Linked DNA regions of Ovis aries: region 1 is linked to region 2. A link is a contact called in public Hi-C data. All regions are on one chromosome and are shown on one strand. Each heading gives the region's core, a stretch centred on a gene start, on an enhancer-like site or on the middle of the called end of the contact. The rest is flanking DNA. Distances are from core to core; before and after follow the strand shown. Region 1 overlaps TANK (TRAF family member associated NFKB activator). Region 2 holds the start of TBR1 (T-box brain transcription factor 1).

Evidence for each region. Hi-C and Micro-C count contacts between places; a contact is called where the count stands out from the background.
Region 1: a Hi-C map of liver shows a contact between it and region 2, with 2.5 times the contacts expected there. The contact joins the enhancer-like site here to the promoter of TBR1 in region 2. A contact is called at or near these places in 3 of 16 Hi-C or Micro-C datasets (liver and tail adipose tissue).

What each region holds. Positions count from the first base shown.
Region 1 is chr2:148,535,870-148,542,732 of ARS-UI_Ramb_v3.0, forward strand. It overlaps TANK (TRAF family member associated NFKB activator), which reads right to left. Exons shown (of 8, transcript XM_012135846.4): 8 at 6,281-6,863. Among named protein-coding and RNA genes, the nearest start is that of TRNAL-CAA, 38 kb to the left of the region's middle. Within about 2 kb of position 3,737, at least 21 of the 54 cell types and tissues checked have an H3K27ac peak or open chromatin away from gene starts, as enhancers often do. A contact at or near this core is called in liver, where this site is marked.
Region 2 is chr2:148,368,777-148,375,518 of ARS-UI_Ramb_v3.0, forward strand. TBR1 (T-box brain transcription factor 1) reads right to left here and starts at 4,070. Exons shown (of 6, transcript XM_027964904.3): 1 at 3,265-4,070; 2 at 2,500-2,654; 3 at 2,021-2,142; 4 at 1,290-1,448; 5 at 298-359. The coding sequence starts at 3,956.

The sequences.
Region 1 (6,863 bases), core at 2,487-4,986, 170 kb after region 2:
GGTACAAAAGATTCCAGATATAAAGTGATTTAAGCTTCCTGTGAAGGCAAGTACAAAGACAGCGAAAAAGTTATTTCTATCTTGAGGTGAAGGATTATTATAGAAAAAATAGTGGATTGAAAGGCAGGAGAGCTTGAGATGGGTTCTTGAGTAGGTTTGAAGGACTCATTCATTCTCTTTAGACACAGTCTTTTTGTGTTTTTTTTTTTGAGTTTTTTAATGTTTTTTGTCCACACAAAAAGAAGGCAATCTTTAAGATTTGGTTATTTCTAAAACAATCATTCCTTGAATTAATAAGTGATAACTCCTCTTTTGTACAGTGCTTCCAAAGGGTACAAGCAGGATATTTTGTAAATGTGTTCATGATATAGACCTAAACAGCAAAGGAAGCATGGGCATACTCCAGGTTATCAGGCATTTCAGATCCCGAGGAGATGTTCAAATGAGAGAGAACAGTTAGGCAGCAAGGGCTCCCATAATCAGGTGCAAAGACTCCGGAAAAGTGAGACTGACTTAAAGACAAATGACCCTATACAGATAAGACAAGGGGATAACATGTTTGAGAACTTATATTTCAGTCCTGTTTGGGAATCTCGATCTCAGAAAGAAGAGAACTGCAATAAAGCAGAAATTAAAGTTACTTGGTAAATATTTGCAGCACTACCATTGCGAATATTCTGCTGTTTGCTGCACTTGAATTCACTCGGAGGCTGGAGGAATTTAGCAGTCTTACTGTAACTGGTTCTGGAAACAACCTGAGACACTTTTCTCCCTTATATATTATCAGTGTCATAATGTGATATGTCTTTTAATCTGAGGCCCTCCTTGAACTGAAAGCTCCAACAAGCTTTCGCTAACCAGACTTCATTCACATTCTGAATCTGGTTTTTGTCTCACACATATTAAATTTTACAAAACAGAAAGAAACAATAGAGCTTATTAGGAAAAACTTGTTTTGAATAGTAAATTAAGCATAATGGAAATAGGCACATGTTTTAGCACGGTTTTCCCCCCTTTTTTACCAGTTGAACATTTACATCTTTTTCAAAGTGCTGTGATTTTCCCCTTAAGCTGGCACCACACACTTTCAATAAATGAGACTTGCATCACTTGTATTTACTGAGAGAAATCATTGTAATACTGTAGATTCCAAATGCACAGCTTTCTGTAAAAAAGTAGTTTTAAGTAGTCACCCCTAATTGTATTAATCAAGTCATGTGGCATTCTAAGAATCCAAAGAACTACCTAATTTCAAAGACAGTGTAAAATCAACTGTCGGTTCTGACTAATTTCAAATGATGCCCTGTTCTTGAGACTGGACACCTGTACATTTAAAGGTGCACCTGACTGCATGGTTTGTTTTTGAGAGATGTTCCCCAGGTGGAGGCATCTACAAAGTCAATATATTTTCTTTATAACTGGTGTCAAGTTGATGTATATATTAAAAAATCTTGGAAAATGATCTCAAAAAGGAAGTAACAGCCCAATGAGCCATATGTTCAGGGAACCTAACAGGTTTCCATTGGGACCAAATTTCACTTCACCTTTTTGTCCTTATGTGCAAATAAAAACTTATCTGCAAATACACCATTAAAACAATCATGCAAACTTGCAAAGTATATAGACTGAGAAGAAATTACAGTAAATCCACAATAACCAAGTTGTTAGTAAAGAATTTGATTATGTATTAGAAATACATAACACAACATAGAATTGAACTAAATATTTTAACTCTAAAGGTTTACTGCATCAGAGAGAGACTCTTGGCTTACACAGAGCTAGTTAATGAAGAAAAGGCTGATGAATAGTTAATAAACTGCTTAATTTTGATACTGATGGAGCATCTGAATTTCCAAGTTTACATTAAGAAATGTAAGGTTATTATTTTTTTTCTCTGTTAGATAGGTTGCTATTTTAACAGATTCAGATGCCAGGGAATTTTCTAAATGCCAGATAATACTGTAGGACTAAAAAGTCCGTGATGTACTAAGGGCAGAGAGGCCTGCTTAGTGGTTTTCAGAGTGGAAACAAAAAAGCATTAACATTTATCTACACACAATTCTTTATATGAGTCTTTTAAGAAATCTCAATTTTAAAACTTTTAAACATTCTGTATAATTTGGATAGATTCTAACAATTCTGCTTTCAGCTATTGTATTGGTATGCCTGGGCACATTCTAAAAGGAAAAATTATTCATTCTGTGTGTTCGTGTAGTTTTTCATAGGACTAGATCAGGGATGAAGATCAATAATATCAAAATTTACTCAGGTCATTTTATTTTTTGTGTTGTACTTTTTAAATGAAACATTACAAATAGAGAAGGGTAGAGAGAATACTATAAACGCTCATGTATATATATATATGACAATTTTTTCAAACTTTCACATTTTATGTTGATTTTTTAAACAAACAATTGTGTGTGTAAAGTTATGCAGTGGTAAAGTTCAGCAGAACAAAAATTATACTGTATGGATTATCTTTCAACTGTTTTCCTTTTCCATTTATGACTGGGGGAAGAAAGTATTTTATGTTAATTTAGACACCTGGTTAGCTAAGTAGTTACAGAACTCGTTAGAAAGGAATTGCATTCTCCTTCAAATCTAAATACCTGTCAGTTCTCCGTAGCTGCGTTTCGCTTAACCTACTTAAGAACGTCAGTGTTTCAATGTGTTTCAATCTCTAAGGGTAGTTTATGTAAATCTGTAATAGCAAAAACGTACGAATAAAAGTGTATTTTGGGCAAAAGCTTAAAGCTCAACAATGGGCTTTTAAATTTAAAAAGTAGGAAGAAACTCAGGTCCCAGGCCAGCCTCAACAGGTCTAAGGCGACCTTTTCCATCAGAAAGGTTCCGGTGGTCTCCGTCCAGGGGCAGGCACGGCCCTGCGGTTTCGACCAGCTTCCCCGAGGCCAGAGCGCCGGCGGGGAGCTGTGCTGAGAGATGGCCCGGACCCCTCCGGCCTCTGGTCACTGCGGCGGAGGGCGGGGGACGGTTTCTTAAAGGCGTTCTTTCCCCGGCAACAATGGAATAGTGTATCTCTAGGGGTCCGGAGGCCCCTAAGCCGGGCCTTGGGGTCAGGAGGTCAAGCCTTAGGCAGCACAACTAACGCTCAGGCCCTTTATTTGCTTTCCTCGCAGAGGTGCATATTCAACCATGTCCGTTTAGTTCTGGCCGGGCTGGCGAGGGGAGGTCGACCGCGGGGGAGACTCTACCCGGGGGAGACTCTGCTCAGGGGTTGGGGGCGGCTCCAGGGCCGCGTCGAGGGGCCTGCCGTCGGTCCGGGGAAACTTTTCCGCCTTCCTGGCCCCGACTGTTTTCCCAGCCCAGGCTGCCCCTCGCCCTACTTGACTTCGCTTGTCTTTCCCACTCGCTGTCCACCGCAGAAGGCAGGTTCCCCGGCCTCTCCTCCGAGACCCACTCTCCCGAAGTGGCGCGCGGGGAGCGGGCCGGCCCTCGGAGCCCCGCGCAGGGCAGCGCTCGCGTGCGGCCCGGGCCCGGGAGGGCGCCCGCGGGGAACAGCGTGGAGGCTCCTGGGCCGCGTAGGGGCACGGCGGCCCGGCCCGGGCTCCACTCGCCAGCGGCGGGAAGGACGCGCGGGAAAGCGAGGGAGCAGGAAGCGGGTGGCGGCGGCGGCGGGCCCGCTGGAAAGGAGGGAGCGCCGCAGGCGGGAGGGGGAGCGCGGAGGAGGGAGGCTGGGAGGAAGGAGGGAGCGCGGCAGGCAGGCGGAGGGAGGGCTGATTAGCATGCAGCAGCGCTCGCGCGCCCGGCTCCATTGTTTTAACACCTCCCCTCTCCTCCGCGCCAATCTGTCACCGTTCAGCAGGCGAACGCTGCTGCCTCAAATGCTGCTCTTCTCAAATGAGACGGATAATTAGTTGCCCCGCACGAATGCCGCACTCTTCTCACCCCTGATTGCTATCACCTTCTTGCTCCTGGCAGTTTTGACACCTCGTAATCAGCCTGCTGCTTTTCTCTTTTCTTCCCGACTTCTGCTTCCCTTCCCCCCTTTCCTTCCTAGTTTATTTATTTACTTATTTATTATTATTATTTTAAATGCAATCCTGGTTCCTATTTGGACGAGGCCTGTGCCGAGTTAACCTTCTGCGTATACATGTGTGCATATAGATGTATATGTAAAATAGTGTGCGTGTGCGTGAGTCGGGGGCGGGCTGGCAGTTTTGCGGAAAACACTGCTTCCACGCGGAGAGAATTCTCTTTCCCTAAAGATATTTTTGGGAAGGGAGGAGTTGGGGAGAGGGACGGGAGGGGAGAGTTGGGGAGACCTCAATTAATGCTTTAAAGATCTCTTAGAAATTAACAAACTGGGGAGTCTCGGAATCTGCTGTCAGAAGCGTGTTTCCCCCTCTCTCCTCTTAACAAGCACTGACAGTCTAATTACTGTAGCTACAAGCAGCTGTCGAGGCAGCAGCCCGGGAGAAAAGTCGCCACAGGCTGAGCGCACCCGGCCGGCCCCTGCGCGCGGCAAGGCCGCCGAAACCCGGGCCACCTCCGGGGAGGCTGGAGAGGAGGGCAAGGCCCCGCACCCGAGAGCCCCGCGAGCAGAAGGCGGGCCTGGGAGCCAGGACACGCTGATCGTTTCATATTTATAAAGTCTTTACCTTGAAGGTTAAAAGATGTGAAGAAAAAAGGAGGGGGCGTGGGGAGGGGGAAGAACATCTCCCGAGCTTCGATCCACCCTTTTTCTACCTCCTCGAACTCTCCCTCCCCCGGTGTTGGTAAAATAACCACGCAACCCGGGGCTGAGGGGGCGGGGTGAGCCAGGCTGGAGTGTAAGAAAGCAGATGTCCCCGCTGGCAGCAGCCTCAGCCTCCAGGGAAAGCTGCACGGGTTGGGGGGGGGGGGGGGCTGGTGAGGTGGGGGACGGGGGCCCTCCCGAGGACATTCACCTCCCACTTCTCAGGCATCCCGCTCACAACTGCCTCGCCTCGGCGGGGGTGGTTTTTTCAGACTCAGCGTTTCGCGTGTGAAGCTTTTTTACCTGGGAGCTGTTCTTACCCGGCCACGCGTAGCAGATGCCAAGAGGCAGCCCCTACACGACTCAGGATTAAGAGAGGAAACCCGGTGGGTGCCCGCTCCACTTATCAGGCTGCAGACAGCGCCACCTCTGCAGTGCGGGCTTGGAGCCTGGGTTTCCAGGCGGCCTGTCCCTTGGCCCGGGAGGGCCTCTGGCCCTTACAAGTTGGAGCTTGGGGTAGCACTGGAACCTAGCAGAAAACAAGAGCTCCCCGCTTTCTAGCAGTGATGAAGGTGGGAAAAGGGTGGACCGGAGGAGTCAGTGATACACTGAGTCCCTTTCTGGGCCATAATCTCCTTCCATTGTCAATAGGCTAGTAGATGTCAACTGTGAGAGAGGAACACTTGCTCACCTAGGAAAAGAGAAGGAAAAAGAATCCCCTTTCACTAGATAGATGCAGTAGTATATTCTGGCTGGAATACGTTGGGAAGTTTTTTTTTTTAATTTTGCGTGTGTGTGGGAGGAGTGAGAGGGGAGGTTGGGTGGGCGGGAGGTAGGGGGGAAGGGAAGAGACTTGGATAATTGTCTAGGCATTTCCATTCAGCTCCAGTGGCAATGAAAGAAAGATGTACATGCCTCAGAACCCTTCACAGTGAATGCCTAATAATCACTGTCACCTTGGTGAGGAAGATGTCAATGTGATGTGCTTGGCACCCTAAGAAGTCGAGGCACCACTCTCATTCTTCCACAAGCTAAGGCCCTTCACCGTGGCACAGGTGAAATATGAACAAACTGCCCCAACCCCTTATCAGAAACCCTCTCTCCAGCTTTCTAAAACACTTGCTCCCAAGAAGGCCTAAATTTCTGTTTTGAGAGTTGCAAATCAGTGTTTACTTCATAAAAGAGAAGCCATGCCTCAAACATTAAAAAAAATTGAGAGTGGGGTGGGGGAGGGAAGAGAAACCTAAATGACAAGAATCATAGGGAAGTCTCATTTTAAACAGAATTCTGCAGTCTTCTGAATTTGGTATCCCCTCTCTTTAATATCCTTCACTGGCCATCAATCAGGCTGCTAACAATGAATTAACAATTTCTCAACAAGAATGTGGATATTTCTAATGTAAATTAGTAAATATGAATAATCCTTACAAGGTTTTAGATTTGCTCCCATTAAAGACAAATGTGTTCCTTTAGAAAGTTTACCCTGAAAAATAATTTTAAATTTCAAAGTGATCTATTAGTTGTAATAAAATGTCACCAGATCTGGTATTACCCTTCTTTCAGATTACTGGAAAGAAACATGAATTTTATGAATTTCCCCCAAATGTGATTTATTTTTTTATTCAGGAACAAAGAACACATTAACTATCACAACATAAGTAACTCTTAATATTTAACTAACTTCATCATGTAGCTATACATACAGAAAAAATTAAACCTATGTCTTTTATTAAAGAAAAAAAAAAAACACTAAAGGTTTTAAATAATCCCAACAGTGATTTTTATCACTGAGCAACAAATGTCTTAAGTTTGGTATTTACTCAGATATTTATCTTGTCTGCTATTCTCTATTATAGGTTTATTCAAAAAGAACACCCAATGCATAAATAATCTAAATTTTAAAATGAAAACAAATTTTAAAAACCCTATAAACATCTGACTTCACCACATTCAATAGTTCTAACTAGAAACCCAAGCAATAAGCTTAGACATTTGAAAAAACATAAATTATTGTTACACAATTGCATAATCCCATATATAATAAACACTGTAAACATGAATACAATGAATTATAGCTTTGTACAAAACAATCTTTTAAAAGGCAATAAAAGACAGTTACAATATTAAGTTTAGAAATTCAAATAGCAGTGACTGGATTTTTCAGTAA
Region 2 (6,742 bases), core at 2,820-5,319:
CCGAACCCGGGAACCAGGGCAGCTTCCGCAGCCAGCCAGCCAGCCCCAGGGTTCGCGCCAGCAACTTTGTAATTCATATGAAAGCTAAATATAGGTGGAGGAAACCTTTGACCCAAAACACAGAAGTACCAAGCCAGGTCGCCCTAGAGAAGAGGACCGTCAAAAAAGAAAGGGAAAACCCCGAAAACAACTTTGTCTTCACACTTTCTAGCTTCCAAAAACCTTGTACAAAACAGTCTACCTTTGACCCAAAGCCCAATTCCACAAATTTGAGAAGAAAGGTACAAAACTACTTACGTATCATAATTATCCCGAAATCCTTTAGCAAAAGGGTTGTGATCTATTTTCAGTTGTGTAATCTGGAAAAAGAGAAAAAAAGATTAATATAATTTTATTTTTTATACAAAGCAGATTGGGTGTTTAAGAATATGTCATCTGCCACTTTTGACAGGGGCTAAAGGCCTACAATTTCACTAAATAGCAAGGTTTCCCTAACTGAAATTTTTGAGGGAATGGGTGGAAAGGTGAAAAAAGTATGATGAAAGTTATGTTTAAATTAATGGTGACTAAAACTAAAGTATAGCTTTCCATTAGCTCTCCCATGTGTCCTAAACTGGTTCAAAATTCTCATTTAAAAAAATGCTTGTTATGTAAATACACTTACTCAGGCAAAAATTTTTAAGGGGCACTTGAATTCATTCCTAAAAAATGTTGCCTATCTTAAATGCTTTATCATATTTGTTAGTTGCTTCTAATACACAACTTGAAGAACCCACAAGTTGCATCTTGAAATCAGTTTTGACTGAAAAATGCATATCTTTCATTTATTATATTTTCCTGTTTTAAAAGAAACACTCTCACTTCTAGTAGTCAAATCAACAGTAGTAAAAAAAAGTTTTTGCAAACTTGCAAATGAGTGCTAGGAAGCTCACTCCATAGTCCCCAGTAATTTGATTTATTTTAGTTTTAAAATCATGAATGTGCATTTCTTTCGATCACCCAGAAACTGATGTTTGAAAATTAAATCAAAATTCCCAAGAGGCTCTAGAAATCCTGGTCACCTTGAAGGTGGCCCGGTGACCCGCGTCGGAGACGAATAAGCAGAGTTTTCCGACCGGTTAGGTATACAGGGAAGGTGCCCAGCAGGCCCCTAGCCCTACTCTTAAAAGGTACAGCAGAGCCAGCTGTGGCGGCTGTTGGTGCCCGAGCCGGGGATGGCCCCCGGTACCGCCGCGGGCCGCGGGAAGCCTGCGCCGCCCGCCGCGCGCCCAGCCCCCAGGCCTCCTTACATCGGTGTTCTGGTAGGCAGTGACGGCGATGAACTGAGTCTCGGGAAAAGTGAACGTCTGCACGCGCCCGGGCTGGCTGGTGTCCTCTGTGCCGTCCTCGTTCACTTCCACTACATGCAGGCGGGGCTGGTACTTGTGCAAGGACTGCAAAACCACCATCTGTCCGGCGGGAAGAAAGGGAAGCGCCCGGCGGCACGTTAGTGCGGTCTGCCCGCACGGGGCTGTGAGCCGCGGGCCGTGTGGAGTCTGCCAGGAGCCCGCCGCCCCGGGAAACTGACCGCGGGCCTCGCCCAGCTGGTGACTGGCTGGCGGAAGCAGACCTGCCCCCGTTTCGCCGGAGCACGCAACGCCCGAGCACCAGAGGAAAACCGAACCCGACCGCCCAATTCTCAGGGCCCTTCTCCCAGATCTCCTTTAAGGAGCAACAAAGATTTTCACAACCTGCAGATTCTGCGCGTTTCCTTCTCAAAATCAACCAAATATTTGTACTTGTGAAGGTTGGGAACTCGATAATTGGGCGAGGGAGGGGGGCAGGGGGGACAAGAACAACTTTGTAGCTTAATATAATTTGGGAGGACGGAAATAGAATTTTTAAAAAGTCTTTTTAATGAAGCAAAGACACATGTGTCGTTCCTCATGTTAAAGTGATGAACTGGATCTTAGGCAGGAACGAGTGTGTATAAGTGAGTGTGTGTGTGTGAGAGAGAGAAATGAGCGCTTGAGCCACTGACCTGCCCATTGTTGTTTGACGCTCCTTTGTTGTTTGTAAGTTTTAATTTTCCAAAAGAGATTTCTTGACGCATCCAGTGAGCCCCCGTGTTGGGGGAATCCGGGTGCATATAGACCCGATTTCCTAGAGAAAGAGACAAGTTGTTTACATGTGCCCGCGGCACTGCCCAGTCCCAACTCCTCACCACGTAGGACAGACACACACACACACAGACACACACCCCTTATTCCACTGTAAGGCCCGTTAGCTGGGGCTTTTTTAAGGCCGCGCTTTCTTCCTATTAACTGGGAATGATTAAAATAGCTTTTGCATAATCCTCCCCCTTCTCGTCGCTGAGTCTCTCCCCCTATCCTCCTAGTTTCCTTTTAGAAGTCATTGGCCGATCGTTTTAAAAGTCGCTCGAGCCAGTCCACAAAGGCTTTAATTAATCATTCTCACCTAAATAAGTGTCAGGAAGACGTGTTAATTGGAAGGACTTGCCTTGCACATTGGTGTCCGCTTTGCCGCAAGGAACCCATTTGCCTCCTTGAAACCTCCAGTGATTGGGATCCGCCAAAATCACATCCACAAAAATATTGTAATGAGCCGTGGGATCGAGACCAGAAATGTTAAAACTTAAAAAAGGAAACATGCGCCTATTTAAATTAGGGAGGGGGGAGACAACAAGGGGAAAAAAAAAAAAAAACATAAATGTTAAAGATTAAATGCAAGAAGCGCGGCGCCAGATAGCAAAGCAAAACTTATTTTCTCAGCATCGATGAGCGAACGTTTGCTGGATTGGAAATAGGGTGGTGGGGGAGAAAAAGAAGAGGGACTGAAGTCTGGGAGATCGGCGGATGAACTGGAATGGGAAGTCGGCAGGTATCACTGCCCAGGTAGAAAGCGAGGTTGGCGACCCGAATCTCCACCTGTCGGTGTATCGGGCATTGATGCCTCCCTCCCATCTTCCGGCCACAGGCCAGGACTCTCCCCCTCTCTCTCTCTCCTTTCTCCGGCCACTGACTGGCTCTCCGACCACCTTTCTAGAGCGGGAACCCCCACCCCCCCCGCCCCGCTCCCCGACATCACCGCAGTGGTTATACCTTCCACTTTCCGTTTTTCCAACACCAGCCAACTCTAGGACGCGCCGGAGCGCCTTCCACTCCGCTCCCGACCCCAAATCCTCGCTGCCGCGGCGGTCACAGCCCGGGTACACATGCCCCCCGGCCGCGCCTGGAGCAGCGGCAGCCAAGAATGTAGCATTACCTTCCCTGTTTGGTGATGATCATCTCCGTTTGGTGCCGGTGAAATTTCAGCCAAAGGGGCCTGTTGCACAGGTACACCTGCGCTTTGCCAGGCACCAGCCCGGGCTGTGTGGAGGAGAACTGGTAGAACGGGGCTCCTTGGTAGGAGTGGCCGTACTGCTGCGGGTAGGGGTAGCCGGCGGTGGGGTAGCCCTGCGGTGAGGAGTTGGACAGGAGGCTGTTGTAGGCTCCGTTGGTGATGACCGGGTGGTGGGCCATGTAGCGGCTGGGGCTGCCGATGGAGAAGGCGGGGTGAGCCGGTCCGTGCTGGCCGGGGTACGGGAACATGGCACTGGGAGCAGTGGCCGCAGACTGTGGCTGGCTGGACTGAGAGAGGAGGTAGCGATCTGCAGCAGAGCCATCGAAACTGTGACGAAGCTCAGAGACCCCGTCCAAGACAGGAGAGAGTTTACTTCTCTGGACGTCCCCTGGTGAGTCCTTGGAGTCAGGAAAATTGTCTGTATCTGACTGATTCGTCATCCCCCTGGTAATTTTTTTCAAAGGTGAACTTCTCTCCAGGTTGTCAGTGGTCGAGATAATGGGATGATCGTGCAAGACAAGCTCAGATCCGCCTGAATGTGGGTAGCTGCTGCTCACATTGAGAAATTTCTTGGAGAGCATGATAGAAGGAGAAAGGCAGTGCTCCAGCTGCATAGCTCTAGAACCTGAACACTCGCCCTCCTGTCCCTGGTTTTTAAAGTCCTATTTATCATAAACTAGAAATCCACAGACCCCCTCACTAGACAGAAAGCACTTCAACCAGCAAATGCTTCTCAAAGGTTTGATTTACTTTTTTTTTTCCCCTGGGAGAAGAGATTGGCCAATTGACACTATGCAGCAATCAGAAAAGGCTCACTTTTGATCTTGCTGCTTGTGCAGCCGATGAAACGGCTCCTGCCATTGGTTAACTGCTGACAGTAATTTAATTAGATAGACATTAATTAGGATAATCACCTGGCTCCTGGTCGCAGCGATCATGGCAAATTGAAGGGGATGATTTTATTGTTGGTTTAGGGGGGTGGGGAATGTGTGTTGGTTTTACGTGAGCGCTGTTGTGTCACCTTTAAGCTTTGTGACCACTGCTTTAGGAAGATTCAAAGATGTGCAATTTACTAAACATTTCCTACCTTCCCCCTCCCCCTCCTTTGGAGCTGAGGGGCGGAGGAGGGAATTCGACGATGCTAGGAGACTTTTCGGATCTGAATGAGCCAAATATTCAGTTGAATGTAACGATTTCAAGTGCAAAGTATACAAAGCGCGAGCCGGTGGCCTCTTCTCGCCCTGTAAAAGTTCCAGAGTCTGTCTTTTCCAGTTAATACAGAAGCACAAGACACCTGAGCCAGTCCTTTGTGATCAGGTCCTGCGTGTCCTCAACGAACACCCCCACCAACGCACACCCTTTTAACTCCATACAGAAATAAATAAATCACTGCTACTGAGCGCCACAGCCATGAAAGTGAGCGGGAAGGGGGAGTCGTGGGGGAGAAAAGCAATTCAGCCACCCCATCCACCCACCTCGGGAAGATTCGGTTTCTTGGTTGAGCACAGAAACAGTGACAATCAATGATCTCCTTTTTAAGTTTTGAAATAATCATAAGCTGTCGGGTTGAAGTGCCTTAATGTATTTGCAGTGATGTTTACGAGGTCTTTCCTAAATATTTAATCAGCGAGCTTGGTCGCAGATTATCTGAAGAGCATCTAACTGGGGGCAGGCGCCATGCATCCCTCACGTCCCACTGCACTTCCTTCTCTCCGAGGTACGGCCTTGGCGACAGGTTCAAAAGCCTCGCCAGGAAAAGAAAGAGCCGAGTCCTCGCGCAAATGGGTTCGCTAGAAGCGCTGATCTGGGGAGACAGAGTGGAAGTGGTGTCAACGCAGTGATCTTTATGGAAGACTCGTGTGTGTGTGTGTGTGTGTGTGTGTGTGTGTGTGTGTGTAATGTTTATATAATCTGGAGGGGAGAAAAAGAATCCATGCCAATAATTTTAAAATGAGAAAGAATTTAAAGAGGGATAGAGAAAAGAACCAGTTTAAAAGGATGTTGGCACAAATAGATAGCACGAGGCCCAAAGCAACCCCGAGGTGTAAGAAGAGATCTCATGGTACTGGTTCCACGGAGCAACTCAGTCTCCGCCCGAACCAGAGAGCCAAGAGCAGCAGAGGGTTCACCGCCCAAAACTGCTTCGCGTGGCGGGCACCAGCCAGCCCGCCCTCCTGTGGCTTTCCTGGGACGGCCGAGCCGCGCGGAAACCAGGAGGAGCGCAGCGCCGGAGCTCGGCTCGGTCCCGCGAGCTGGCTGGCGGGCCGGCTCCAGGCGGGGCACCGCGGGAGCCGGCGGCGGGAGAAGCCACCCCCGCGCTCGGTGCTCGGCCCTAGGCCAGCCGCCTTGCTCGGCTCCATTGTCTAAGGTCTCTAAGCGGCCCGAGAGTAGGCTCCCCAGCACCCGGGCGATCACGAGGGGGAGCCGCCCGGATACCCAGGGAGCGCGGAGGCTGGCGCGTAACCCAGGGGGACACACTCTTTCCGTGCCGGAGGCTTGGCCTGGGCGCCTCCGCCCGGCGGAGCTCGTGCCTTCCTCCGAGAGTGTAACTGCCTTCCCCTCGCCCCCGCCGCTCCCAGAGGGAAAGGACGCCCGGGACACTGGGTGGGTCCTGCGCTTGATAGCGAGGGGGGTTGCCAGACTCGACCTGTGCCTACGCGGGCGCATTTGGAGAGCGCCGCCTGGGTGGGCCCAGCGGTCAGCGTCCAGCGCGGACTGCGCCCGGCTGGCGGTTCGGGCGCCTCGGCCGCAGAGGGCATCAGCTGTGGCCTCCACCACCGCGCTGCAAGCAAGATCCGACGCGGGCGGCCCAGGGCTGGAAGGGTTGATGACCAGATGTCCCAGACTCAAGCCGAGATAGTTTTCTGGGAGAAAAATACAGCCAGACCCCATTTTCCTTCAAAAAGCCTCAGAAACAAGCAGGGGCTTAATTACTAAGGTGTTGGGAGGTGGGGGAAGGGACCGTGGCAATGACATTATTGATGCTTTTTTTTCCTCTTACCTCTATCGCCATTTCTCCTGAGAGCCTTTTGCCCTGTTTGGCCTACTGTTGCTTTCATTAACTTCTTTGTCCCTGAATGCCTTTCCACGGTTTCCAAGGTTGCCCACCTCCCACTCCCTCAGTGGGACAGCCTTAAGTGTGTAGCAAAAAAGGAGAAACTACCTGGGCTCTTTGTCAGGTTTTTTTATTCCTAGTACCCTGAGTTGGGTTTTTTAAAAAATGAAGAATGCTAAAATGACATGTTAAAGTTCAGAAGAGGGAGAGTGCACCTTCCTCAGTTTTTAAGGCATTGGATTAGAAGATGAACAGGAACACTCACTCAGATCATCAGGACTGCATTCAGTGATTCCTCAATACAGGTTTATGCCTTTAATATGCATCCTCAAGAAGGAAAACTAA